Linked DNA regions of Mus musculus: all the other regions are linked to region 3. Evidence: chromatin contacts called from public Hi-C and HiChIP or PLAC-seq data. All regions are on one chromosome and are shown on one strand. Each heading gives the region's core, a stretch centred on a gene start, on an enhancer-like site or on the middle of the called end of the contact. The rest is flanking DNA. Distances are from core to core; before and after follow the strand shown.

The links. A called contact is a pair of places that touch in the nucleus more often than the background predicts. HiChIP or PLAC-seq counts read pairs in DNA pulled down with a chosen protein or histone mark.
Region 1: a contact with region 3 is called in an H3K27ac HiChIP or PLAC-seq map of acute myeloid leukemia, with 2.2 times the contacts expected there. The contact joins the promoter of Casp7 here to the enhancer-like site in region 3. A contact is called at or near these places in 7 of 39 promoter capture datasets (the 3T3-L1 cell line, 3T3-L1-derived adipocytes, the SN4741 cell line and 4 more), 1 of 115 datasets of contacts at active chromatin or transcription factors (acute myeloid leukemia) and 1 of 9 other capture datasets (adipose tissue).
Region 2: a KLF4 HiChIP or PLAC-seq map of embryonic fibroblasts shows a contact between it and region 3, with 5 read pairs. The contact joins the promoter of Ccdc186 here to the enhancer-like site in region 3. A contact is called at or near these places in 10 of 39 promoter capture datasets (the C10 cell line, the HPC-7 cell line, HPC-7-derived erythroid cells and 7 more), 5 of 115 datasets of contacts at active chromatin or transcription factors (the NIH/3T3 cell line, embryonic basal ganglia, embryonic fibroblasts and 2 more) and 3 of 9 other capture datasets (adipose tissue, liver and pancreatic islet).
Region 4: a Hi-C map of bone marrow-derived macrophages shows a contact between it and region 3, with 18 read pairs. The contact joins two enhancer-like sites. A contact is called at or near these places in 20 of 484 Hi-C or Micro-C datasets (3T3-L1-derived adipocytes, the C2C12 cell line, the G1E-ER4 cell line and 14 more), 3 of 115 datasets of contacts at active chromatin or transcription factors (embryonic fibroblasts, embryonic stem cells and microglia) and 3 of 9 other capture datasets (adipose tissue, liver and pancreatic islet).

The regions. Positions count from the first base shown.
Region 1 is chr19:56,394,437-56,400,726 of GRCm38.p6, reverse strand. Casp7 (caspase 7) reads right to left here and starts at 3,598. Exons shown (of 7, transcript NM_007611.2): 1 at 3,410-3,598.
Region 2 is chr19:56,817,323-56,824,236 of GRCm38.p6, reverse strand. Ccdc186 (coiled-coil domain containing 186) reads left to right here and starts at 2,038. Exons shown (of 16, transcript NM_170757.2): 1 at 2,038-2,249.
Region 3 is chr19:56,584,505-56,591,379 of GRCm38.p6, reverse strand. It overlaps Nhlrc2 (NHL repeat containing 2), which reads right to left. Exons shown (of 11, transcript NM_025811.3): 6 at 3,111-3,210. Among named protein-coding and RNA genes, the nearest start is that of Nhlrc2, 40 kb to the right of the region's middle. Within about 2 kb of position 2,954, at least 172 of the 459 cell types and tissues checked have an H3K27ac peak or open chromatin away from gene starts, as enhancers often do. A contact at or near this core is called in the NIH/3T3 cell line, the SN4741 cell line, acute myeloid leukemia and 4 more, where this site is marked.
Region 4 is chr19:56,795,769-56,802,288 of GRCm38.p6, reverse strand. Ccdc186 (coiled-coil domain containing 186) reads left to right here. Exons shown (of 16, transcript NM_170757.2): 7 at 300-404; 8 at 1,024-1,122; 9 at 1,290-1,376; 10 at 2,083-2,225; 11 at 3,467-3,722; 12 at 4,656-4,845. Among named protein-coding and RNA genes, the nearest start is that of Ccdc186, 23 kb to the left of the region's middle. Within about 2 kb of position 4,483, at least 25 of the 459 cell types and tissues checked have an H3K27ac peak or open chromatin away from gene starts, as enhancers often do. A contact at or near this core is called in bone marrow-derived macrophages, where this site is marked.

The DNA of each region.
Region 1 (6,290 bases), core at 2,349-4,848, 190 kb after region 3:
AAAAGTCCCCAGCATCCTGCTGCCAGGAGGCCCTGGAACCCAAAGCGTGGCCTCCTGGGAGCTTCCTGTTGCTGATGGGTCTTCAGGGGAAATAATAAGACCCATTTCCTCCTCCCTTTTACCTCCAGGCCATAAAGACAATACCCTATTGCTGAGACTCAAAAAACGAAATGAGCCTCCAACAGACTCAAGTGTAGAACTCGGGCTGCTTGGTCTCTAGCTGGAGAGCACTGAAAGCTTCTGGAGGTGTGGCCTCGCTGGGGGGTGTGGCCTCGCTGGGGGTGTGGCCTCGCTGGAGGTGCGGCCTCGCTGGAGGAAGCAGGGCATTGAGAGAGTTTCCTGGGAGGATAGAGTGCACCTTCCTGCAGCCGCTCCCTGCTTTCTGGCAGCCACAAGGAGTCAACACCTGGTTGCTATGGCGCTCTGCCACGGGTGAGCTGAGACTTCTGAACCAGGAGCCCAAATCACTCTAGAGCCGAGGGTTTCAACCTACGGGTATAAACCAAACCTTCGGGGATCGAGTATAGGATGTTTACAGTACAATTCATAGCAGTGGCAAAATTACAGTTATGACCTAGCAACAAAATAGTTTTATGGTTGAGGGTCACCACGACATGAGGAGCTGTATTAAAAGGTTGCAGAGTTGGGCTGGCGAGATGGCTCAGCAGGTAAGAGCAATGACTGCTCTTCCAAAGGTCCTAAGTTCAAATCCCAGCAACCAAACAGTGGCTCACAACCAGTCGTAATGAGATCTGACGCCCTCTTCTGGTATATCTGAAGACAGCTACAGTGTACTTATTTATAACAATAAATAAATCTTTAAAAAAACAAAAAGGGTTTGCAGCTCTAAAGAGAGAAATGTCTTTAAATTGCCCTCTCATATCCTGATCACTGTGAGGAAAAACTGACCAGTATATACCAGGTTGTTCTCCATCAGCAACCAGCCCAGGCAATCATGGGCTGGAGGCTCTAAAATGTGAACTAGAACAGGATACTCTTTCTAAATTGATCACCTCAGGAACTTATTATGCTAACAGAAAGCTGACACAGGCCTGAAGACATAAGGAACCCATTCCTGGCTGGGGGGCTATTGAGTGCTAGAGGAGGGAGGGTCTGTGTTCCTTACGAACACTGACTCCACTCCTGTGAATGGCCTCACACCGTGTACAAATGGTCAGCCCTAACTGGTGTCAGTGGGAGACTTCTCCACAATGCCCACACCACCATCTGCTGGAAGCCCAAAGCGTCTTCCTGGCTGCCCTGAGGTCAACAACTTTGCCCCACCATATACTCTCACCCCCAGGATGCCCCACCTCCATCACCACAGCAGAGCAAGCAGACCAGAGAATGAGATGCCTGAAATCTGGAGCTAAAACACATCTATCTTACAGGCAGGAGTCTAAGTCTTAAGCCTTCCTGCTAACAGCCTACATCAGCAACAGCGGACTTGACTCGTCAATCAGGAAGGCTAAGCACCCAGGAGCTTCCTCACCCCCCCCCCCCCCGTGGCTGATCCACTCGAGTCTTGGAAACATTCAAAGATCTCAGGTGACCAAGTGGGGTGCTTAACCTCAGTGACGTCATCGAAGCCAAGCCAGAACCCTCCGAGAAAGCCATCTCATCTGGGCTCATCAACGGTGCTGCCCGAGGGGCCTTCCTTGCATGACTTTTCTGTACCAGTCCTTTTCAGGGGCTGCAAAGAGCAGTCATTACGGAGACAGTGCTTGCCCACAGTAAAGAGACATGGAATGTCCTCTTTAAATGATGTAAGATGTGTGATGCCTGCTGTTATGGTTTGGCTGTAATTGGTCCCCCCCCCAGGCTTCTTGTGTTGGAAGGCTAGCCCCCTACACGAGGGGATGGGAATCCAGTAGGAAGCTGCTGGGGCTCTGCGTGTGTTAGTTCCCAAGAGGTTGCTTAGAAAATAATACGTCCAGCCACTCCCTGGCTACCCCAAATTCCTGTCTTACAATGTGGCTGCTCCTACTTGCAATCACTTTGGCCACTGGGATGCCACCTGCCCTGAGAGCTTCCCCAGACCCATGCTATGGGGTGTGGTGCCTAGTTTTGTTTTGTTGTTGTTTTTGTTTTTTGGGTTTTTTTTTTTTTTTTTTTTTTTTTTTTTTGGTCAAGTTGACACAGCCTAATATCACCAGGGAACAGGAAATCTCACTTGAGGAATTGCCCAGATCACAATGGCCTGTGGCTATGTCTATAGGGAAGTGCCTTGACCAATGGCTGGTGTGGGAGGGGAGGGCCCAGCCCACTGTAGTGGTACCATCCACAGGCTGTGTACTAATGGTAGCTGAGTGAGTAATCAGATTTCCTGCCTCCAGGCTCCTGCCTCGACTTCCCTCAATGACAGACTGTGACCTGAAGTCGTCAAATGAAATAAAGCCTTTCCTCTCTATGGTCATGGTGTTTATCCCAGCAAGAGAAAGCAGGCTAAGCAAGTTGATTGAGGTGGGTCTTCCTGAGGAAACAGGCTGCCTGCTTCCCAAACACAGCAACATTGAACAGGCTCACCTCCTGCCCAAATGCATACTTCCTTAAGTGAAAAAGTCCCGAGGCTGCCACCCAACCCATCAGTGTCACCTGAGGTTCACACCATGAGGGAACTAGAGACTTTGCCCATGTCCTATAGGAGGTTGCAGAGTGGCAGATTGTAATGCTAGGCTTTAACAATATGGACAGGGGTGTAAGGTTACGCTGGCCAAAATCTGAAGGAAGAAACAGCTTGTCAACAGAAAACCAGGGCCTTATCAGTTATCTCAGCTCAAGAGAAAGGCCTGTGAACTGCTTACAAACACCGCCTGTGCCTACTAATAAACTTACTTCCCCATAAACCCGAAAGGCCAAGGAGTAAAGGTGAGGTGTCGCCTGGAGCTCATACTGACAAGTGTCGCTTGCCAGTTTTTCACCAGTCTTAAGTCACTGTAAGAGTCTAAGAGTCCCGATGCAAGGGTCCCCAGACAAGAAAGAGTGTTTCAAGCACACTTCGCCTAGGTTAAAGACCTATGCACCTAACTCCCTCTTTCCCTGAGCACAAGCCACCAGAACCGCCCAAGATTCCCATTAAATGGACCCGGCAGCGCCTAAGTTCCCGGTCTGACAAGGTAGTCCTTGCGGGTTCAAACAACCACATCTACTGCCCTACACCCGCTCTTTCTTCCCTGTTACATCCGGAATGGCACCGGATGTCGTGAGACCCTGGTCCAGAAGACCAAGGGACCGCCGTGCCGAGCAAAGCGGGCGATGGCCAGGCATGTTGGAGAGCCTTCCGCGCCACAGCGCCCTGCAAGCAAGTTCTGCGAGCCTGCGGGAGGGAGGGGGACTCTGGGCGGGGACGCGCGGGAGGAAGGAGCTCGCGGAAGAGGGGAGGGAAAGCCGCGATGGCGGCCCAAGTTACCGTTCCCACGGCGGCGGCCAGGAGCCCACGGCAGCGTCCGTCCTCCGCAAGGGTCGAGGGCAGCTTTGGGAAAACTGAAAGCAAAAGTCCCAGAGGCGGAGGGGGAGGAGCGGGCGGGCCGGACGGGGCTGTGCCTGCAGCCCGGGAAAGCTGGGGGCGAGCGGGAACGCGCGCTACGGAGCCCGCCGCGGGAGAAGCTCGCGCGGGAAGCTCGCGCGGGAAGCCCTCGCCGCCCACGTGCTGCGTCCCCCCCTCTGCGACGTTTGGGCGACCCCTGCGGCTGCAGGAACTGGGCAGATAGAGCGCTCCCTACAGAACTGGCGGGCTCTGCAAAACTGCCAGCCAGAAAAGTGACCGTGACCCCGGGCTACCTGCTGCAAATCTGTTAAGTTCTCTGAAAATATGACTGCGCGCTTGGTCCAGACCTCTGCGAAGTTGGCAAGCGTCACCGGCACGGGAGGAGAGCGGCCCTGCAAATTGGGGCTATCCCTGTCCCCTCCTCTATGCCACATATGCAAATTTCCCCGCGCTCACCAGAGAGGAGTACTAAGAGACTCTAAAACTGTAAACGTCAAAAGTTCCACTGAGAACGCATTCTACAAAACTGTCTACCCAGCAGATGGACCCAAAATTCTGACTTGCTCTCCGCGATGGGGCACCTGTCTCGTTCTGTTTTTGTTTTTTACCTTTTTCCTAACACAAGCTGCTTCTCGACCAGATACTGTGCACCACCAGTCGCTTTAGTCTGATGTCTTCCCAGACGTTGTTGGGGAGGGGGGCGAACTTTGTCTTAAACACGTTTATACCTCCCAAACCCAGCTTGCACGGATATTGCGCCAAAATCATCATCCATGTGTGCTACCTCCCGTGTCAGGCACTAGGTTTGAGGAAGCAGACAGTGAGCTAACATGGGTTCCTGTTCATGTCATCTTCGACACAGACAGACAGACAGACAGATCTGGGCTTCCATCTGTAGACGCTTCCAATTCCTCCCCTCCACCTAGAGTTCTCAGAACAGCTCATTCACTCACACTGAAGCAAGCTATGTGAGAGAACTTTGTGAAAACGCCAGAGATACTCGATTCTCAGACCTACAGGTCTCCGGAGCCATCAAGGCTATTTTATTTGCTAGCATGGTTTTTCTTGAACCCCAGAGTTTTAGCACTAACTCTAGAATCTCAGCCAGTATGGGCACTTTCAATTCTTAATATGCCTGCCCTCCTTCTTATTTAATAATGCTAGTGTCCCTGAACTGTGGAGGCAAATGTTGGGGTAAGCCATGGCTCACGCTATGGTGATTTGCTTTTTAAAACTGACAGTCCTTTGAAAAATGAAGAAATCCTATCTCCACTATAATTTATCTTTGTGTAAACCATGACTTTTTCCAGGGTAGTCCTAAAACGTGGAACATTTAACAACCAATCTCTACTTATTTGGTGGTGAGGAATGTGAGAAGCTGCCCACCTGACAGCACCAGGGTCCTGTTGCCTGGACAGTGATGTTCTATCCACAAGAAGGTTTGCCTGTGCTGTGGCATGCGTGGCGCATCCGCACACAGGAATCCATCCCTCACGCAGATGGAGAGGCAGGGCGGCACCACAGGAAACCTCTTGTCTGTTCTTGCTTGTGGGTCGGCGTGAGAACATCCACTTACTTGCTCCCAGCCTGGATCATTACAGTACCGACTCTTAAACTTCTGGAAGCACAGAAGGGAAGAGACCCATGGCAGCTTCCGCTCTGTAATATTGTACTGACACCTTAAATGCAAGTGATTTCTCTCCTGAATGTCTCTCCTAGGTCTCCCCAGCTTTGGTGTTATGGCTTAACCCCAGGGCTTTGGAGAGAAGAAGCTTCGCTAAGTTATACCCCTGTTCCCAGCCATGTGACCGCACTAAGCATATGGTCTATAGTAAGTGTGTATCGGAATCTTCCTCCTAAGACCTCCACCAGCCTTATCTATCAGGTGGTTTCCCTGGGGCTGAGCTCATAACTGCTCCTGGCCTCATCTCTCTAGACTCTGTCTCTAGCCTCCTCCGGTAGCCAGGCTTGCCAGTAAGTTTCCGTGCCTACCTACAGGGCACACCTGCCCACACCTCACCCCTGTGGGTACCAGAGCGACTGTTCTCAATCTAACAGTCCACAAACAGCTAAGGCTGTAACTACACAGGACTCTAGTATAGAGATACCCCGAGATTAGCAGAAGTGCCGTTGTCTGTACCCACAGACCCAGACCCAAACTCAGGCCCCTTATTGAGATGCCAACAGCCTTCTGCTGGTTGAGGAGCAAGGGAGCAGGGCCCAGGCAGAATCCTTTCTTTTCCTACAGAAGGAATTCATGTTGCCTCTCAACTCCACATGTATTCTGACTGCTGTGTGAAAATTCACTCGGGCCCTTTGAGTAGTTTTCCTATGCCAGTGTTAGGACCATGGATTAAGTGTGGGGAGCCAAAGAGACTTTCCACAATGGGAAGTTTTGCTTGTAGTCTCTGTCCTTCTTGCATCCTGCAGAAGCAGTGGACACTCAGTGGCAGGATCCCATAGCCCACCTGCACTTAGTAATTTCCTTTGGTATCATCCTCTTGAAGTGCTCTCCCAGCAGAGACCTCTCCCCAAGACCTGCTCTGTCTGGTACCTACAGTGTCAGCTGCTGAGGAGATGTAGAGAAGGAACTTCTAGAAAGTTCTACTGCATCCCTACTGAGCCTCAGGTCCACCTCTCCGTCCAGGTCTGAACCTCAGCCCGAGGAGAGCAGAGGAGACTTGAGATTTTTCTTTGTCCCTATGATAGCTGTTCCTTATTGTCAACTAAGAACTTCAGCTGAGGGACAGCTAACCCACCAAGGGTGGTCTGCCCCCAGGCAGATGGCGTAATTGTTGTAAAG
Region 2 (6,914 bases), core at 789-3,288, 230 kb before region 3:
ATCTGTGTTGTCAGGAAATCATCAGTTCACTTCACAGTTCAAAGACAGCAGCAGCTCGATCCACGTGCAAACACTTCACAGACACACCAGCAGTTCAGTTCAGTGGAGTCAGGATAGCAAGCAGGAAATCAGCAGCGGTGGCACGACCTAGCAGAGACAGCCAGGCCCCAGCCTTTGCTTTAGCATCCTCTCCTGTGTCTGCTTCAGGGAAACATTCCTTCACTTAGCCTTTCATGCCTGTGTCCACTTTAACGGAACACTCCTTCATGTGTTTGCCCCAGCAGAACACCATCCAGCACGTTCCAAAGAACCCTTAGCGTTTCCACTTCAGATTGCAGCGTTTCCATCTCATCTCTTTGGTTTTACACCTGTATTTCTTCTCTCTTATGATTTAAAAAATTAGTTTCCCAGACATGCTTAATACATTTTCTTACCAGTTATAAGTTCTGAAGTACATTTCAGAAATAATGCTAATGTTACTTCTAACAATATGAACAGATAAACAACTCAGTGTGTCTTCCCTCCTTTTGGGATAACATACCTTACTAGGAATGTTTAAAGTCCAGCCATTCTTTTCAAAGTAAGAAAACCTATGTATGTCTGTATGAATGCATGCATGTATGTATATACGTATGCATTTAGGAAAAGGGTCTCCTGCAGGCTAAACCCTAAGTGGTTCCTACTTGCACCTCCCAAATGCCTGGATAACCATTGTAAGCCACTACTCCCGGCTCAACCCATAGTTAGGGTCTCATTTCTGTGAATTGACACTCTTCACACCAAGGCAACTCTTATAAAAGACAACATTTAATCAAGGCTGGTTTTACAGGTTCAGAGGTTTAGTCCATTATTATCACGCTGGGACGCACAGCAGTGTGCAGGGGGTTGAGGGTTAGGGTTAGAGACAAAGAGCAGAGAGCTCTACCTCTTGATTGGAAGGCAGCAAGGAGGAGACCGAATATGTCTCACACTGGGTGTAGCTCAAGCATTTATATGAGAGCTCAAAGCCTTCCTCCACAATGACATACCCTGTCCAACAAGGCTACACCTCCTAATAGTGCCACTTCCTATGGGCCAAGCATTCAAATACATGAGTCTATTCAAGTCACCACCGCACCTTAATTGTAAAACGTACTGTAATACATTACCATAATTTGAGGAGGGAGTTGTCATTTTCTGATTAAAAAAAGACAGAGGGTTAGTAATATACCACATTGAAGATTTTCCTCCTCAGCAATTATGAAAGTAATTTAACAGTAATATGCTTGGATTTACAAACTTGCCACTGAAGACGAGTCTTAACTATTTTCACTTACAACTGTCTACACGGCCCAGAACTTTAACACATCTTTTCTCCGGACAGAGGTGGTTTGCAAAACCTCCAGACTAAAACTGCTCACCTTCCCTACCTCCTCCAACTGGGCTTAGTCACTATAATATACAACCTGCGTGCAACCATGCAACCGGATGGGTTACGCAGCCCAGGCAGGCTTAGGTCCTCTGCGTGGAGCACACTAACAAGCTTACTAGTAAACAATGGCACTCGGTGCCACTTGGAGATCCCAGGTCAATTATTATTATGGAAACCCTGCAGAGCTCTCTCCCAGAGATGAAGCTCGCATGCCCAAGTCAGCTGCTCCTGCGGACTTGGCTCACCCACAGGCAGCGCAAAGTTTGCACCATCAGAACCGGGAAGCCACAATCTCTAGTTCTCTTTTATTACTTTATGCCACTGACTCATTAGATGACCGGCCAAAGGGTGAAGAAAAAAAGATGGCAACTTCCTTCCGATAGAAAGCACCGGCTTGGGACGGGAAAGGGAAAGAGTGGCCCAACCGGACAACAACAGCCTGCTACAGCCTCCTTGGGCTTAAGTGGAGGTGGCACGGAGATGCTGGGCGGGGCCTCTAGAAACCGCGAGGACTGGAGGCGGCGCCTCGAAAACCACGCCCGCCTCCAGGTGCTTAACGTCACGCGGTCCGCGCCGCGCTGATTGGCTCGTTCAGGGAGCCCCGCCCCCTCAGCTGTAGCCGCGCCGGCTTAGGCGTCGCCGCCATCTTTGTTGATGTGTCAGCTCCGCAGGGGTTTTGGGGGAAAACCTCCGCTGAGAGCCCGGGATCTGCAGTGGTCTCCGCGCGTGACTTCCTCACCCACTCCGCGTCGGCTACACGCCGCCATGGGTTCGTCGGCCCTGGAGCCGGAGCTCCATCGGCCTCGCTAGGGTGCGGCCCGGGGCTGGACGACGGACGGTGAGTGGCCGAGGGGCGTCCGGGACGGGCGCGCTCGGGGAGCGCTGGTCTGCGCGCGTGGACGTGACGGGGTGGTAGCCCCGGGCTGTACGCAACTCCGCGCGTGGACGTGACGGGGCTGGCGGGGCCCTCGGGGGGCTGTGCCCGGAGGCGCGGCCGCTCCCCCGCCGCACCAGCGCGGTATCTCCGGGGACGCGGTCCGCAGCGTTCGGCTTTTCCAAAGATCCCGATGTATTTTCATATATTTTCACCTTGGTAGGGAAACCATTTCAGATTTCTCTCTCCCCTTCTACCTATCCTCAAAGTAGCAATCCCAGGGAAACAGCGCGCGGGGAGAATGATGGCTCAGCTGCCAACAATTCGTAACTTGTTACAATATTCACATCTTGATTGTTATTTAGAGAGGAGACTCGGGTTTGTACGCAGAACACCTGGGTTAGAGTCAGAAAAGACTACAGTAAAAAAATATGACAGCGAACCAGAAAAGATGTCTCAGACCCAGTGTCACGCACGGTCCTTTGATGTCCCAGCCTTTTCCTTTCTTCTGAAGTGGTACACAGGGTGCTTGTCTGAGGAAAAGATGAAACAAATCAGTTATGACAGTGTTTCAAAGTGCACGTGTAGCCAGCCATCCCAAGGAAAATCGGTCTGTTAAGTGTTAGGTTTATTAGCGTGGATGTGGCCTTTGTGCACTTAATTGTGAAGGAGATTAAGGACCCAGAGACAAGTGATACTGAAACGGATGCGTCTTGTGTATCAAGTCCACCGTGTGCAGCTACTTTTTAGCTCTTCGTTAATTAATGGTTACACAAATGAAACAACAGTAATGATTGGCCTACTTCTTTTATGGTTCCTTTTTGGTCTTCCCATGTTCCCATGTGCAGATTTTGGGCAGGCCATAATCTTGTACTGTTGCACCAAGGCCTTCCTTCTCCTTTGTACAGGGTAATAGGTAAGTATGACTTTGGAAGGCTACCAGAAGACACAGGGACTGTGTTTAGTTTTTTTGAAGGCCTTTTCTAATTTAAAACAATAGAAACTTAAGGTGTTTGATTGAGAACAGGTTCCATGGAGTAAGGGTGACATTTCCCAGTCTGATTTTTTTTTTTTTTTCCAGACTGAAATCCTGAGTGGTAGAAGAAGGGGCACTCATAAACCTTTAGTTCCTTCACACAGGAACCAAAGACTTATTCTTTGATGCTGTGCAGTGCGGCAGCATGGCTGCTGCTGATTCCTTAGTGTGTTCAGTCCTGAAAGTGACTGTGATGAACAGAACACTCAGCCCAGCTCTCTGAGGAAGCTGTGATGGTTGGGAGCCCAGGCAGCCTCACTGAGAAAACTGTCTTTCCGTTTGACAGCATCTACCCTGGTTTACAAAAGTCATTCAACTCACTGTAAAGAAAGAATATTCAACTTCAAATTCTGCTTTGTTTGTTTGTTTGTTTTTAATAATAAAACTAAAATTTTTCTTTTATTTTTTTTGTCTTTAAATGACTAAGGTCAGGTTTTGATTTTTCTCATAAACATCACTTCATTTACAATAGTTTTATTTAGTATTTATTTTAAAAGCAGCAACAGGATAGATAATTTAGACCTACAAATGCTCCTGTAATCTTACACCATTTCAAACTTATTTGAACTTGCTTAATGGAGAGTTTGCATCCAAGAAGTAAACTATTAGGTAAAGGGGCAGTAGACACCAAGAGCAGAAGCAAACTCTAGGATACTGCCAACTGTCTTGAGCGTAGTGGAAGCAAACTCTAGGATAATGGTAACTGTCATGAGTGTATTTCTTAAAGCTTGAGCTGGTCATTCATTGTAGGCTTATGTAGTAAGTACTAAATAGGTGTTGTTTTTAATAAAACTTAAATCTTACCAAATTAACCAAATTCAGGCATAAGTACAACTCTTTTAGTAAATGTAGAAATTCTATTTAATTGAATTCATTTTTCTGATATTTGGTTTTCATATTTTTTTTAAAGATTTATTTTATATATATATCAGTAGACTGTCACTGTCTTCAGACACACCAGAAGAGGGCATCAGATCCCATTATAGATGGTTGTGAGCCACCATGTGGTTGCTGGGAACTGAACTCAGGATCTCTGCAAGAGCAGTCAGTGCTCTTAACCGCTGAGCCATCTCTCCAGCCCCATTTTCAGATTTTTTTGAAAGAACGGTTAAATAAAAGTACTTACGTTTTTCTCAGACTTTATTGCAGTTGATACATTCTGTACAAGTCGCTTCAAGGTAGAGTTCTGTATTAATGTTATGCCTCAATACTTTAAAAGCCATTTTAGAGTCTAAAGTACCCAAACCATGGTTGCCTGTTTCAGAGGTGAGAGTGTTACTGCTGCAAGATATCAGCTATCCAGTGTCTCACTGAAGATACAGTAGGGGAAACTCAAGAAGACAGGAGCAGCTGTGGGCTGTGTGCCGTCTGTGTGACCGTTAGAGAGCTGAGGCAACTTAGTACATTCAAACTGTAGTTGGGCTTGATGCTGACTCTGAAGTCTTCCTTCTTGGAGAACCAGTTCTAGAGATCTTTGAAACAACAGTCTTAGCTTTCTCCTCTTAAAGTAAGACTGGGTCTAGGCAAGCTTGCCTTCTGTGAAACCCCAGTCCCGGCTCTTTGCATCCGGGAAATGTGACTGACTAGTATTTCTTACACAGCTTCTCTTCTGTTTCTCTGCTTTGTTATTTTAGTTTAAAAGCTTAATCTAGCAAAGTGTGTCAGCATTTACTATTTAGGGATTATGAGGAGATACTGATTGGATGCTTTTTGATTTTTTACTTTTGACTTGAGATGACGGGCCAGAATTTTGCTAGAGCTGATAGGAAAGGAAAGGAAGTGACTTTAGTTATGCTACTTTCAAACCCCTTGGGAAATATGCAAAGACTGTCTTAAAGTATTTATATTTTCTTACAAAGGACAGGAAACCATTTTATTGACTTAAATAAGTGATCTCCCAAGCCTCGGTTGCATATGTCAATGCATACTAGAGAAGGGTGGGTCTACAGCTAGAATTATTGGGGGGCGGCGGAGTGGTGCAAAATCTAAAAATTATAAAAAATATTTGAACTAAGATTATTCAACTGGATTTAAAGCCAAGCCTTTATCCTGAAATGTTGGTTTGCTTTATACTGCTACAGTGGGAAGGATTCTGATCTGTGGTCTCAGCATTTCACAGCAGCAAAACAAAGATTTAACAGGCTCAGTATTAGTCAGACTGTACCTGAGGCCTGCACCTGAGGGTGCCTGTTTTATTTTGCACCATGTTCCAATGCCTACAACAGCGTCCATATGGAAAAGCTGCCCTGTGCATGTTTGGCAGGTGAACACTTGGGACTTTATTTTTGAGTTGGTTCCTCTGCATGATGCTCATTTGATGACTTGTTACCAATTATCTGTAGATTGAATTCAGTTTCTATTTATAGTTTTGTGAGCCAGCCTACGGTTTTGTTCTTATAGACTAATTATGGGAAACCAGAAATAGTACTGAAAGCTGTTAGTGTTTTCAGTTATGTAGTTTTGTGTGGAATAACTTTCTAGAAATCCGAGTGTGTTCATTAAAGAATGCAAGAGGCTCTGGGATAGTGCTTGGCATGGCGCCTTTTTGCTGGATGGCTGCAGCTGCTGCACTGCAGTCAGATCGCCCAGTTCCCACTGCCACAGGCCTGTACTGCTGTGTCAGCGACAGAAGGACTATGGGGACAGCGAGGGATTGGGAGGAATTTTGTGATTACAGGTGTTTTTCCTCAGAAGCAACAGTTATTACAAAGTCAGAATAGCAGTGCATGTCGTAATCAGTGAGCACACTTACTGTGTGTATCTGTGTGTGTCTCTGACTGAGGTTGGTCTGTACCAGCACTTGAGGCAGGCTTGCAGCTCTTCCCTACGTTTCCTGTTTCCTCCTTTTGTAGCTTACTGGTAGTAGGCTGTTTAATCTTCCATAATTTTCACGACAGCATTCCTTCTAAAAAAAACCCAAATTCTTGGACAGTATCCAAATTGCTGTACATGAGCGTCGCTAACTGGGGATGCCTGTAGGGAACTCGGCTGACGTTCCTGTCGCCTAGTTAGTGGTGGACAGATGAGCTTCTCATGAGGTCGATTGGTTTCTGTTTGCACAGTTCTTACATACTCCTTGGTGTTGCCTTGCTACATATGCAAGCACAGGTCCTCTGTAACATGTTTTCCTCTGGTCTCCTGTCAGTATTCACTGGGACATCAACAAACAAATGTGCAGTTGTAATGGTTCTCAGATGCCAGTTTGTATAATGACCCTTTTACAGGTCATGACTTACTGAGAGACACTGTGTAAGTTTCTTGTCTTTTAGATTTAGTCTTTAATTGATCAGACACACAAAACAAATTCTAAGCTTGGGTAAATAGCTTGTTTTGTTTGGATTTGTTACCTAGATGAAGCTCCTGTAGACTGTAAGACAGGTTTGTTGTTCTGCCCTGTCTGTACACTAGAAGTCTCCCTACAGCCTGCCCACTAAATGCTGTCCACCCCACATCATTTCAGAGAGCCAGTGGGTTCCTCTGTCTTTGTGAAGCACTGAGGAGTATTTGCAAAGACGGTAGTAAATGTTGTGCAGAGTGCATTTGCTAGGTTTATCTGTTTATTACTGTTCTTGTTTGATCTTACAGAAGTTTCA
Region 3 (6,875 bases), core at 1,705-4,204:
ACTACTGAAATCACTTTCTAATACCCGGTAAGAAATCCCTGACGTTACTACAATAATGATCAGATTATGAGATAATAATGAGATGATTTTATTCTCATTTTAACTTCTTACTTTCATACAATATCAGGTTCTAGAAGAGAACTACTAATAAAGAGAATATCTAGTTTTGGTCGTTTAAAATGTCTATGTCTTCTATAAAGCAGTGAGCAGATTGAAGGAAGCCAGGTCTCTCAGTATGAACATTTTAAGGAAATGACGTAGTGACCGCATTAAATGAATAGTTATACAAGACCCATTTTTACATGCACCAGGAAACACCTCCCTGAAGTACTGCAGCACAGAGCGGCACACAACTGTAACAAGTTCTGGGCAGCTGCAACTGCAACTGCAGAGGGCTCTGTCTCAAGATGCTGAAAAGGACCCCTACTAATTTCTTTTGTAACACAGAGAAGTTGACACCTTGATTTTTAAATTTATGCCAAAATGATTATAAGGAAGACAAGGCGCCAAGAGAGAGGGAGAGGGCGAGGCCATGAGATCACCGCCTTGCACTGGCACACCACACAGAGGTCCAGTGCGAGTAGCACCCGCGACTGCTACGGGGCACAAAGGCGGGTAAGGGCGAGGACACAGGATGAGTAACACACTGCTGAAGCACGTGCAACACTTACTGCGAGGGAAGAGGTCTAAGCACGTCAGAGAAGAGTCCCGTGGGAAGGAGAGGTGCAACAGTGAGCTGACACTAAGCACTAGGGGCCAGCACTGCCTGCAAGTCTGTATTAGACACTATCTTTGTAGCAATGCACCCACAAAATTAAAATGCAGACTGATGTAACTTGAGCAATCATTTTCCTACTATAAATATCGACGAGCCTTCTGACAAGGAGACTTAGGCAGCCCTGCCAGGACATCCCAGCTGCTGTGACCTGTGGCTGCTGCTGTACTCACACCTCATGCACCACTGGTAACCCAACTGCTCACGTCACTACTGCCTCTTGCCTAGATGACAGCTAGAGTGTCCTGAATGGTCTTGCTCCACTCTAAGTGCTGGAAGGGTTCTTCCAAGAACACATCAAATCAGTTCACTCCTAGATTAAAACTTTCTATAACAACATTTGGAATGTCCAGATCTCTTAAAAGGACTCAAGGTGTGGCAAGACCTGATGTTACTGACACCAGCAGCATCAGCTCAGCTTGGAAGACCTCTCTACAGAAGTCCTCCATGACACTTCAAATCCCTTGGCTAAGGATCTCGGCATGAAGGAGCGCAGATGCTGCTGACACAAGCACTCTCTACTGTCACTGTTTGCCGATCTGATTCTTCTGAGGATGGGCATGTCTTCCTTTTACTTCTAACACAGAGGTCATCTAACTGCATCCCTAGTGTCCAACACAGTGCCTAGTGAAAGGAACCAACGAACATTTTATGTCAGTGGTCCTCAACCTCCCTAATGCTGCGACCCTTGAATACAGTTCTTCACGTTGTGGTGACTCCCAACCATATACTTATTTTTGTTGTTATTTTATAACTGTAATTATTACTAAGGTAAATCATAATGAAAATATCTGTGTTTTCTGATGGTCTTAGGTGACCCCTATGAAGGGTCATTCAGTCTCAAAGGGATCACAGCCCACAGATTGAGAACTGCTGTTTCAGATGCGTGACTGTCATAAACCACTACACAGCTGCGTTCCACACCTGTGCCTGGACACCGGAGGTCTTGAACTTGCTAGACAGCTGTCCCTTTCTACAAATAAAGATGAGTGTAGTGGGCTGGGCGGTGATGGTGCACACTTTTAATTTCAGCACTCAGGAGGTAGAGGCAGGTGGATCTGAGCTTGACGCTAGTCTAGAGTACAGAGTGAATTCTAGGATAGCCAGAGCTACACAGAGAAATACTGCATAAAAAGCTAAAAGCAACCAAAGATAATTGTGATAGCTTGTAAGCTTGTACCTACTTCCTATTACTACATAACAACTTTGTGGTCTGTGACTGTGTTCTGGTCAGCTTTTGGTCAACTTGACACAAACTGGAGTCGTCTGAGAAGAGGGAACGTCAACAGAGAATGTGTCCATCAGACTGACCTGTGGACAAACTTGTGGTCACTGATGATTGACATGAAAGGGCCCCGCCCACTTTGGGTGGTACCACCCTGAACAAGTGGTCCTAGGTTTGTGAGACCGCAAATGGGCAAGCCAGTGTGCAGCTCCAGTGGCCTGGCTCAGTGCCTTCCGCAGGCACAGGACAGACTTTCAGTCACTTACTTATTCTACATATAGGCTCTTACTGGGCTGTTATCTAACAGATACAGCACAGGGCCGAGTACACTGAGTAAATGGAACCAGGCTCATTTCTTTAAGAGGTAGTCTAGTAGGAAGAAACAGTTATAATCAGGCATGAGCCAAGAGACAGAGAAGAGAGGAGCAAAGGGGAGTGCAGCCAGCCCCGCCTGAGGCTGAGGGAGGAGGGGGAGTCAGGAGAAGTACTGCTCCCCACACTCACGTGCCCGCCTGGTGCCAATGCTATCCTAACTCTTCACACAGCAATCCCCTAGGTGACACAAACACATACAATGATGGAAAATGACAGAGGTAAAGGGGCTCACTCACTCTCCTGTGCTTCCACAGTAAGGAGAGCTAGGACTGCCATGCAGCACTCTGAAGCACCTGAAGGAGTGACTGCAGACACAGGAACTGTGTTTATGTTGTGAAGGATTAAAGCCCCACCTAACATTTCTGGTTCTCTCTCTAGGCACTCAGAAGAATGGCTCCTCCCAGGCTCTTAGAAATTAGATGCAGCCACAGGCTTAACTAAGGCTGATGAAATACAAGTGGAAGTGACGTTATGTCACCTCTGAGCAGCAGCTTTGAGAACCAGCTAGTGACTCACCACCTCCTCCTCTCTATCTCTGCCAGAAGGGCTGGCAGAGCTCCTGACAGCAGCTGCCTCCTCGGCCTGGGGAGCAGACCAATGCTCCCCAGTGAAGCCACTCGAGAGAGCAAGAAGCCTGTTGGGCCATGTGGCTGAGTGTGCGCACCCTGGCACGGTGACCTGGGCAGGGAAGCTGGGGACTAAGGAGGACGGCTGTCCCAGGACACAGCCACTTACCTTTTCTTTGGCAGTGTGCCAGAGTCTAGGAGGAGTGCCCATATCTGATGAGTCCCTGCCATGGCTATCCACAGGATGTCATTTCTTTGGACCTCTGAACCTTTATGAAAATAAGTAGCATGTATTATATACATATCTGGTTACTATGATACTTTTTAGGAATTGAAATCCATAGATGATACTAGTTTTTATAAATCAGCTGTTTCAGAACACGGTTCCTCAGGGAAGATGTGTTACTAGAAACCTTCCACCTCACCTGCAACAGTTTCATGAGAACCCAAAGCTGTCATATTTTTTTTAATTAAATGCAGTACAGGGTGATAATTCAATACATGTTTACAATGTGCAATGACAAAATTAAATCAATTAGCATTTCCATTTCCTTAAACCAAATCCACACATTCTTAATAGCAGTATGTCAATCTGCATCTCTGGAAACAATGTTTTTAAACACCGATTAAAACATTTTTTATGTGACACAAAAATGGGCTGATATTCTCTAAGAAAACTCTGGCAATTTCCACAAAAGAAGTGATGCTTTTAAGAGCAGTGTGGAAGCATACTCCTGTAGTCCCAGAGGCTAAGAGGCAGATTTCAGAGGAGTGTGGTGGCCCATTCCTGTACTGCAGAGGCAGAGGGGCAGAGGGGCAGAGGGGCAGAGGGGCAGAGGGGCAGAGAGGCAGAGAGAGGCAGAGAGAGGCAGAGAGGCAGAGGCAGAGGCAGGAGAAGCCCAAGTTGGAAGCCTGTTAGACTACATAGCAAGTTCCAGGCCAGCCTGGGTTACAAAGTAGAGACCCTGTGTTAAAACAAAATAACAATAAAAAGAAGCTAAAGGAATGTGTCTTTTTATTACCAAAGGCATGGGATTTGATATTCAGACACAAAGTAGATCAGTCATTTGCAAATGCACTATCTAGTAGCCTCTAATACTTACGGGGTTGTGTCTGTAGGAGTGTGCACATGTGTGTGTGGAGGCTGGAGGTCAATGTTGTGTCTCCTTCAGTCAGGCTCTGCTTTATGTACTTACTAGACAGGTTCTCTGTGTACCTAGAGTTCACTGATCTGGCTGGACTGGCTGGCTACTGGGAAAGTCCAAGGATCCTCCATCTCAGCCCCCAGGGCTCTGAGGCAGGCCGAGCTTTTTATGTGGGTGCTCAAGACTGAGTTCAGATCCTCATGCTGCACGGCAAGCCCTTCAGCAAATGAGCCACCTCTCGGGCCTGGTTTAAAATCCTTCAAGGAGTTTAGCAGACCAAGGGTACAGTATATTATAATATGCTGTTTACTACCATGAATTTTACCATCTTATTTTTGTCTAAATCTGAATGATGTCACACTTATTATAAGGGGAAAAGCTCTGCTCCTCAGATTTATTCTGTTAACATATTTAATTAGGAGGCACTCTGAAGTAACTGAGACGCTTTAACTAAAGTAGTCTGGTAAGACATTATCTTACAGAATTATTTTATTTGTAATTTTTTAAATTTCAAGTATTTTGTGATGAGAAGGGTATTCGTTCCTAATTAGTAATAAGTTTCAGATGTCTTTTAATTTAGTAACAACAGAAACAACGTACAATGATGACGGTTCTCAAGTTATCAAGGATACTATATCTCTGAGCGCTTTCCAAAACCCATTCCCGACTTTGGAAAGGCCCCTGAGATAGGTACTGTTAGCAAGTCCCACTCCAGATGAGTGCCCAAGCACAGGGAAGCTAGCATGCCAGGTCAACTAGCCAGCAAAGGAAGGAACTGAACTCTGGGCCCAAGCCAGGCTGAGAGCAACAACGCCTCAGTCATGGTGTGCTGATCCGCTCTCTGTTCTCAACTGCTCTGCAGCAGGAAGTACCTCAGTGTGCTTCCTTCACACAACCGTGCCTGCAGATGTAAGTGCTACCAACGGGGATTCTGCTGCCCATGTTCTGGGGACTCAGTCTCTGCTTTATCACTTTAAAAGGAGATCAAAAGGCCTGCACAATTAATTTTTAACACACATCACTTCATCAGTTATTCTAGGGCTACTCTCTGGGACTGCTAAAATGACTATGTCATCTAAGCTAATAAAATATTCCATTATTTCAGATATAATGACATTCAGATGAGAACTGCTTACAGGCAGCAGTACTCAAATGTCAGCCATGATCATTATTTCATGAATCTGGATCTTACCTTTAGAGCATGTTGCATTAGGCAAGCATAATAGATCTACAAACTCAACAGCCTGGAGCAGATGGCACTGAGGGTAAAGAGTAGGACACAATGTCTCCCTCACGTTTGTTAATTCGATAATAAGCACTGACTACTACTGTACTACAACACACAGTATCCACAATGCACAATGTTTACAACTGCTTACTTGTGTTAAAACCATCACAAATCGAAGATTATAAAGGTACTGTCTAGGACCCAGTACATGCCAGTTCAACAGAAACAACCTACGATGATCATATCAAACCATGGGAATGAGTTCAAGTTCCTGATTAGATAAAGGTATTATTAACCAAGGAAATGAACAACAGAGTAACAGAAAAGCTTCAGTAAGCGAAATAAACAAAGGCACGAATGGGTCGTACTTTTACAACGTCTGGAATGTTTCCCACTCACGATATTCCAAAGCCTATATTTATCCCATAACGTGTTTAGACTAATACACAGAGAACTGTAGACAATTACAGTTTGAAGCCCACTACTAGGCTCTCCTAATTTGCTCTCAATGGAATTAAATTAAGCACCTGGTGTGATGATGGCCTTTGACACAAGAGGACTCAAAGCATCCTTTCTATGATCGAGGAGCCAAATAGTTCAGGGTCTGAATCCTGGCTGCAGTTTCTTCACCTGCCAAGTGAGGCTGACTGTCCAGCCTTAAAGATAGCCAAGGGGATGAGTCCAGGCTTGGGAAGCTAAGCACCACACAGTACTGGTGAGTGCTGGGTCCTAGACAGTACCTGCAGGCTCTCAGTTCCTACACCAAGAATGCTCCCTCTCCCTTCTCCTAGGACTCGCACTGGCAGTCCCCAGCTTGTAGCTCTGTTCAGACTCTTGCTTCCCTACCCAGCATGGCAAACCTGTACCATTATCCTCCAAAATCACCACCGAGGGGAGCAAACCTCACCAAAATCAGCTCTGCTCGTGAGAGAGACAGTACCAAGGTCATCCCAGAACGAACCCTTATTTTATTACTAATTACTTCTATTTATTTTTCATATTTTAAAGATATCTAAGTGTAACTGGATTATATTTCTGTGGATTTTACTTTGATTTTTCAGATAATTTACAATGGGGTTGGGCTTGGAATCTAACAGGGCTGAGAATTCTCGAGTTACATATGAAAATGCAGCCTTTCAGGGCTTCTTAATGTTTCTAATCATAAAAACTGAGCAAACTAAGACCCACAGATAACCTATTTATGAATTTGATAAGGAACACTTTCAAGGTAATTGATAGCAACCATCATATTTAATGATGAAACAGTATAAACATAACATGCTCCTGCCAACAGAAATGAGATAAAAGACCTACCATTACCTCTATACAGCACCACATGAAGGTCCTACCTTGTGGAACAAAAGCAATACTCACACTCACACACACACACACACACACACACACACACACACACTCTGTCCTTCCTCTCCTACCTAAGACACCTTCTGATTGGTTCAGTAAAGAGTTGAACAGCCAATAGCTAAGTAGGAGAGGATGGGTAGGAGTTCTGGGCAGAGATAGGAACTCTGGGAAAGAATCCGCACAGGGGATTTGCCAGCCA
Region 4 (6,520 bases), core at 3,234-5,733, 210 kb before region 3:
TATGACCACAGCAGCTCTTATAAAGGAAAACATTTAATTGGGGACTACATCACTCAGTCCATTGTTGTCATGGTGGGAAGCATGGTGGACTTCAGGAAGACGTGGTGCTGTAGAAGGACTGAGAGAGTACATCTGGGTCCTTGGGTATCAGAAAGGGTGAGCTTTGAAACCTCAAAGCCCACCCACAAGGTCACACCTCCTTGTTGCTGTTACTGAACCCCACAAGCGGGGACCTCTTTGCTCTCACTGTCCTCCACCTCGCTGTGCCTGATGTTGTCTTTGTCGTGTTGTCATTGTAGGAAACCAAAGATAAACTCAAAGAAACAACTACAAAACTAACCCAGGCAAAGGAGGAAGCTGAGCAAATCCGGCAGAACTGTCAGGACATGATAAAGACCTATCAGGTAGGCTTCCTTGGTGAGAAGTCCGTTATCAGAGCTCTGTGCTCATGCACGTTCCAAGTCTGCCACTGTGCAGTGTACGTGCATTTCTGAAGCACTCAGTTAAAATACAGGTTAGTTCCTGTGCTGTAGTACCTGCAGTTCAAGTGGGGAGACGGTCTAGTGGGCAAGCATAAGAACCTGAGCGCCCACATAAAAGCTGAGTGTGGCAGTGTGAACCCCTAACCTTGGCTTTGTCAGGGTGAAGAGAGAGGTGGGTCCATGCAGCTCACTGGCCAGCCAGTCGAGCCAAGTCAATCAAATCAGCTCAAGTTATATGATATCCTGTCTCAAAAATAAAGTGAAGGGCACTTGAGGAAGAGGCTTGGTGTTAGCTCTGGCTTCCATGGGCACACCACATGACTCATCTTATCAGAGACTTTCCCTTCAAAACGTCGTAGAAAACACTGGATTATGTCATACACTCAAAGTGCACTGTTCCTGTTTCTGCTCTGTTAACACTTAAAGTCCTTCAATACTTTCTCCAGTTTTGGCTGCATAATCTATTGCACAGCTAGTAAACTTGATAGCAAAGCTTTGTTTATTTTCAAAGTAAAAGTGTTTTTCATTGTTTTTCCATTAGGAATCTGAAGAAATTAAGTCAAATGAGCTTGATGCAAAGCTCAGAGTTACAAAAGGAGAACTTGAAAAACAAATGCAAGAGAAATCTGACCAGCTGGAGGTGAGTTTAGTTCTTCCGCACTCTCTAATACATCCTGATTGGCTGGGCTGTGACTCAGGAAGAGGAGTGGTGCATTCGTGACTGTCCACAGATAAGGCCTTCTTAGGAAAACCAGGCAGGATACTGCTAGTGCGCCTGTGTCTCTCAGCGATCTGTGTCTCTTCCAGATGCATCATGCCAAAATAAAGGAGCTAGAAGATCTAAAGAGGACATTTAAGGAGGGCATGGATGAGCTACGGACATTGAGAACGAAGGTAAGCAGTTCCTCACTCCTAACTCAGGTGGGATGAACACTCTTAGTTTACTCTGCTTTTTAAGGTGTTCAGAAAGCAATGCTTAGAAATCTTTCAAAATAAAAGAACTTAGGAAAAGACTAGCATTTTCTTTAGCATTTGCACTGCCACTGACTCTTGCTGAGCTGAGGTTATGTTAGTCACTGGAAGTGCTTGCCATGCATCCTTGCTCATGGCACACTTCAGCATCTGCACCTGGAACATCTGGGCTTTGGAGCTAAGGACAGCAGAGCAGTTGGCAGAATGGGTGGACCTTACAGCACCCTTATGTCGTTGGCAGACCCAAAATACTCCTTCTGACTGTATTTAATAGTAGTTTCTAACAATGTTAGTGAATAATCTGTGGTCAGAGTAATCTCCCTCTTAGGACTTACACGCTGGCTCCACGTGCCAGTCGCTTATCTAGAAGTAGGGTTTTGTGCAGGCACCATGACTTGAGACCACAGCACAGTACCGAGTGTCTGCCATGTCTGTCCTGTTGTGTCAGGTGTTCACTGCAGTTGAACACAGGGGAGTTGTTGTCGTTGAGATAAGGACAGCAGCTTCCTGTCTCCTCACAGCAGCTCCTGCAGCACTTGTCTCAGGTTACTCCTGTGTCTGCCCTGTCTGAGAGAGTTCATATGGAGCACGGCGGTCTGTGCTTAGCTTGACTGTGATCATTTCACAGGCGAAATGTCTAGAAGATGAACGCTTAAGAACGGAAGATGAGTTATCAAAGTACAGGGAAATTATCAATCGACAGAAATCTGAAATTCAGAATTTACTGGACAAGGTGAAAATCACAGATCAGTTACATGAGCAGCTTCAAAGGTATGAAATGAGTGGTGTTTAAGATGGTGTCTCTGAGTACAATACTGTATCAAACAGGAGCAATTCTCATAATTCTTCCAGTTAACAATTCTTCAGTTTGTGTCTTTGAACTCCTGTCACGGCTTCTAAAAGTCAAATCAAAGTTTCTATTTCATAAGCACTGACAGGAACCATGCATAGGTGGGGTGGATTTGGTTTATCTGTTCTGTGGCTTCACAGTCTCTCCTCAAATGGGAAGCGTGAGTCTGCACCTGGCTCCTTAACTTTGTGTGCGAGCCTTGAGGTCAGAGCGAATGTCATTCTGTGATGTCCCAGCATCGTTTAAACTTGGTTCATGATGTCATATAGTAGAGCCTGGACTCAGGGTTAACTTCTATTGTCCTTGCTGTCCATCTCCAGGCAGCCACCCGAGTGCTGCTGAAAAAAGGTTCTCACCCTCACAATCACCGTCCTCAGTAAGGACGCCAGAGACCAGCCACCTCTCCTTTCTAGACCTCTGTCTTCCTGGTGTGTCTCTTCTGGGGCGACCAGCGTTCTCTCTGCTCTCATGTGATTAAGGGCTTTGAGCTGCTGCTGGTTTCTACAACCATTCCCTACTGCCATTGTGCAAGAAATGCTTCTAGTCTGAATTGGATTATTCTTTCCACGTCTGCTGTGGGGTCCAGTGCCTTTTTCCTTCTTCAGCTTTCGTGATTATTCCTTTATCTCTTGTCAGTTATTTTTTTTTTTTTAAAGTGTGTGTATGGATGTTTGCCTGCAAACCAAACCTGGGTCCTCTGAATGAGTAGCCAGTGCTCTTAACCACTGAGCCATCTCTCCAGCCTTGTAAATGGAAGGCCTTTTAGAGCATAGGTTCCCATTGAGTTCTGACTGTGGCTGTCTTCACAAAGTACAACTGAGGCAAAGAACTCCAGCAGTGAGATGCAAGCCTGGCTTAGAAGCCTGTTCTGCGTACTGCCTGCCCTTGTGTGGGACGGTGGTCACTCTTCCTGAGCTTAGGCACCCTGCCTGCTCATTCTCATCACTGGTCACTAGAGGCTCTCAGAGCAGGGCCCTGCCACATGAGCCTTTCTCACTCACCCTCACAGCTCTTCCCGTAACACGAAGCCGACGATGATGATGTCATGGATGGATGAATGACTACAAGTAAATATTCCCTTAAGTGAGCATTCCCACAGTGTTAGTGTAATGATTTTTAATAGCTTACTTAATTTTCCTTAAATATAAACTTTGTTTTGTAGTGGTAAACAAGAAATTGAACATTTGAAAGAAGAAATGGAAAGCCTTAATTCTTTGATCAATGACCTCCAGAAAGACATTGAAGGCAGCAGGAAAAGGGAGTCTGAGCTCCTGCTTTTCACAGAAAAGCTCACGAGTAAGAACGCGCAGCTGCAGTCTGAGTCCAGCGCTCTGCAGTCCCAGGTGGACAACCTGTCCTGTACTGAGAGCCAGCTGCAAAGCCAGTGCCAGCAGATGGGACAGGCTAACCGTAATCTGGTGAGTGTAGGCACACATTTCATTCTTCCTCCGCTCCTCCTCCTCTTCCTCCTCCTTCTCCTTCCTCCTTCCTCCTTCCTCCCTTCTCCTCCTTCCTCCCTTCTCCTTCCTCCCTCCTTCTCCTCCTTCCTCCCTTCCTCCCTTCTCCTCCTTCCTCCCTTCTCCTTCCTCTTCCTTCCCTTCTCCTCCTTCCTCTCCTCCCCTTCCTCCTTCCTCCCTTCTCCTTCCTCTTCCTTCCCTTCTCCTCCTTCCTCCCTTCTCCTCCTTCCTCCCTTCTCCTTCCTCTTCCTTCCCTTCTTCCTTCTTTCCTCCTCCCCCCCTTACCCCCCTCCTCTTAATTGGCATTTTGTTTGCATGTATGTCTGTGTACCACATAGCAGTGCGGAGGCCAGCACAGGGCATCGTAGCCTTGTCCCCTAGAAGAGCAGCCACCATTCCTAACTCCAATACTCAGATTTAGTCACTAGACCAACATAGCAAGATTGAATTTCTCTAATCATCAAAGTACAAGTGATAATTAATTTTAGATTCTTCTAGTGATATCTGATCATTTTACATGTTGTAAAAATATATGCTTTTTGTTTAATGGCTGTAATTCTTATAATAGATTTTTTTTAATTAAATGATAAAGAATATTCCACTTTGAAAAAATAAAGAACAATGATTTCTGTCATTCCTGACTGGAGTCACAACATTCAGAGACTTAGATTGCAGCTATATCCACACACAACATCACGCCATTGGTGGTCTCTGACCTGTTTGCCGCTGGGTGAAGATGGTGGGAGGAGCTCACCGGCAGAGCCTGCGAAGGGGTTTGCAGAAGAGTCTCCTCCATTAGCTATACTTTTACGTTTTTAAACTGAGCAAAAATTAAGATTTAAAAAGAAATCAACTGTTGGTTTTCTTTTCAACTTTATCACACTTACTATTCAGGAGAGCAAGTTGCTCAAAGAGGAAGAGCTTCGAAAAGAGGAAGTACAGACTCTGCAAGCTGAGCTTTCTGCTGCGCAGACCGAAGTCAAAGCCTTGAGTACCCAGGTGGAAGAGCTGAAAGATGAGTTAGTGACGCAGAGGCGCAAACACGCCTCTAACGTCAAGGACCTCAGCAAGCAGCTTCAGCAAGGTACTCCTGTGTTGCTTGTCTGTCTCAGAGCTCTGGTGAGGTGCGCTGCTGTCTGTCTGTGTGCCCCACATACCTCAGGTGTGTGCCCCACATACCTCAGGTGTGTGCCCCCACATACCTCAGGTGTGTGCCCCCACATACCTCAGGTGTGTGCCCCCACATACCTCAGGTGTGTGCCCCCACATACCTCAGGTGTGTGCCCCCACATACCTCAGGTGTGTGCCCCACATACCTCAGGTGTGTGCCCCCACATACCTCAGGTGTGTGCCCCCACATACCTCAGGTGTGTGCCCCCACATACCTCAGGTGTGTGCCCCCACATACCTCAGGTGTGTGCCCCCACATACCTCAGGTGTGTGCCCCCACATACCTCAGGTGTGTGCCCCCACATACCTCAGGTGTGTGCCCCCACATACCTCAGGTGTGTGCCCCCACATACCTCAGGTGTGTGCCCCCACATACCTCAGGTGTGTGCCCCCACATACCTCAGGTGTGTGCCCCCACATACCTCAGGTGTGTGCTTGGCTGGCTTTCTCTTAGGCTCGCTCGCTTGCTCGCTCGGCTTTTGTTGTTATCCTGGAGGCAGAGCTTGCTCCTCACTTCACACACCCAGTTTTCTGCCTCACCCTCCTGCCTCACTGTTAGGAATAAAGGAGTGTGCCACTGTGCCCAGCCTGTATGCTCTTTCTCACTTATCCACAGACTAGATTACTAAGCTTGCTAAGCTTGCAGTTGTGTGAGTGTGCTTCCCATGCTGAAGCCACAGAGTGAACGGCTGCCCTCAGCAGCTCTGAACCCTTTACCTTGTATTCTGCTACCTGCAAAAGTTGTGTAAGTGGTTTTTTTGTTTTGTTCTGTTTTAATTTTTTTTGTAGAATTCATTTATTTTTATATTTAAAATATAAATTAGGTGTTTTAGAAAACATAAGAAAGGTCTGCCTTTAAAATGCAATCTAGAAAACACTTCTAATGTTCCCCTCTGCACGTGCCTATGAGGTGATTGAGTCCCAAGCTCTCACTTACTGATCACTGCGTCTCGGGAAACATCTCAGAAGGACTGTGAACTATCGGACAGCTGGCCAGCATAGCCACTAATCACTGAAATTGGAATCCGATTTCTCCTGGTTAAGAATTCATATAAACTTACACACTGTAATCACAGCAGGGGATGAAAGTCATCACAGTACACGGTGGGTTCAAGGCCGGCTGCTCACATAGGACCCTTGCTTGCTTGTCTGTTTTTTCCAGACAGAGTTTCTCTGTGTAGCCCTGGCTGTCCTGGAACTCACTTTGTAGACCAGGCTGGCCTCGAACTCAGAAATCCGCCTGCCTCTGCCTCCCGAGTGCTGGGATTAAAGGCGTGCACCACCACCGCCCAGCTACATATGACCCTTTCTTAAAAAAAAAAAAAAAAAAGCTGTCGGGTGTGGTGCTGGATCCCTTTACCTGGGAGGTAGAAATGGGAGGATCTCTGTGAGTTCAGCTCAGACTGGTTTATAGAGTGAGTTCCAGGAAAGACCCTGTCGTGAAAAAGAAGGAGGAAAAAACAAAACCACAAACTCATAATGGCTTTTGAATATCTGCCGTATGTTAGTGTGAAAAAGACAGATACATCAACTTTCTATCTGTATGCCCTACTCTGGGTTAAATAGGAAAAAATGTAGTAAGAAATGAG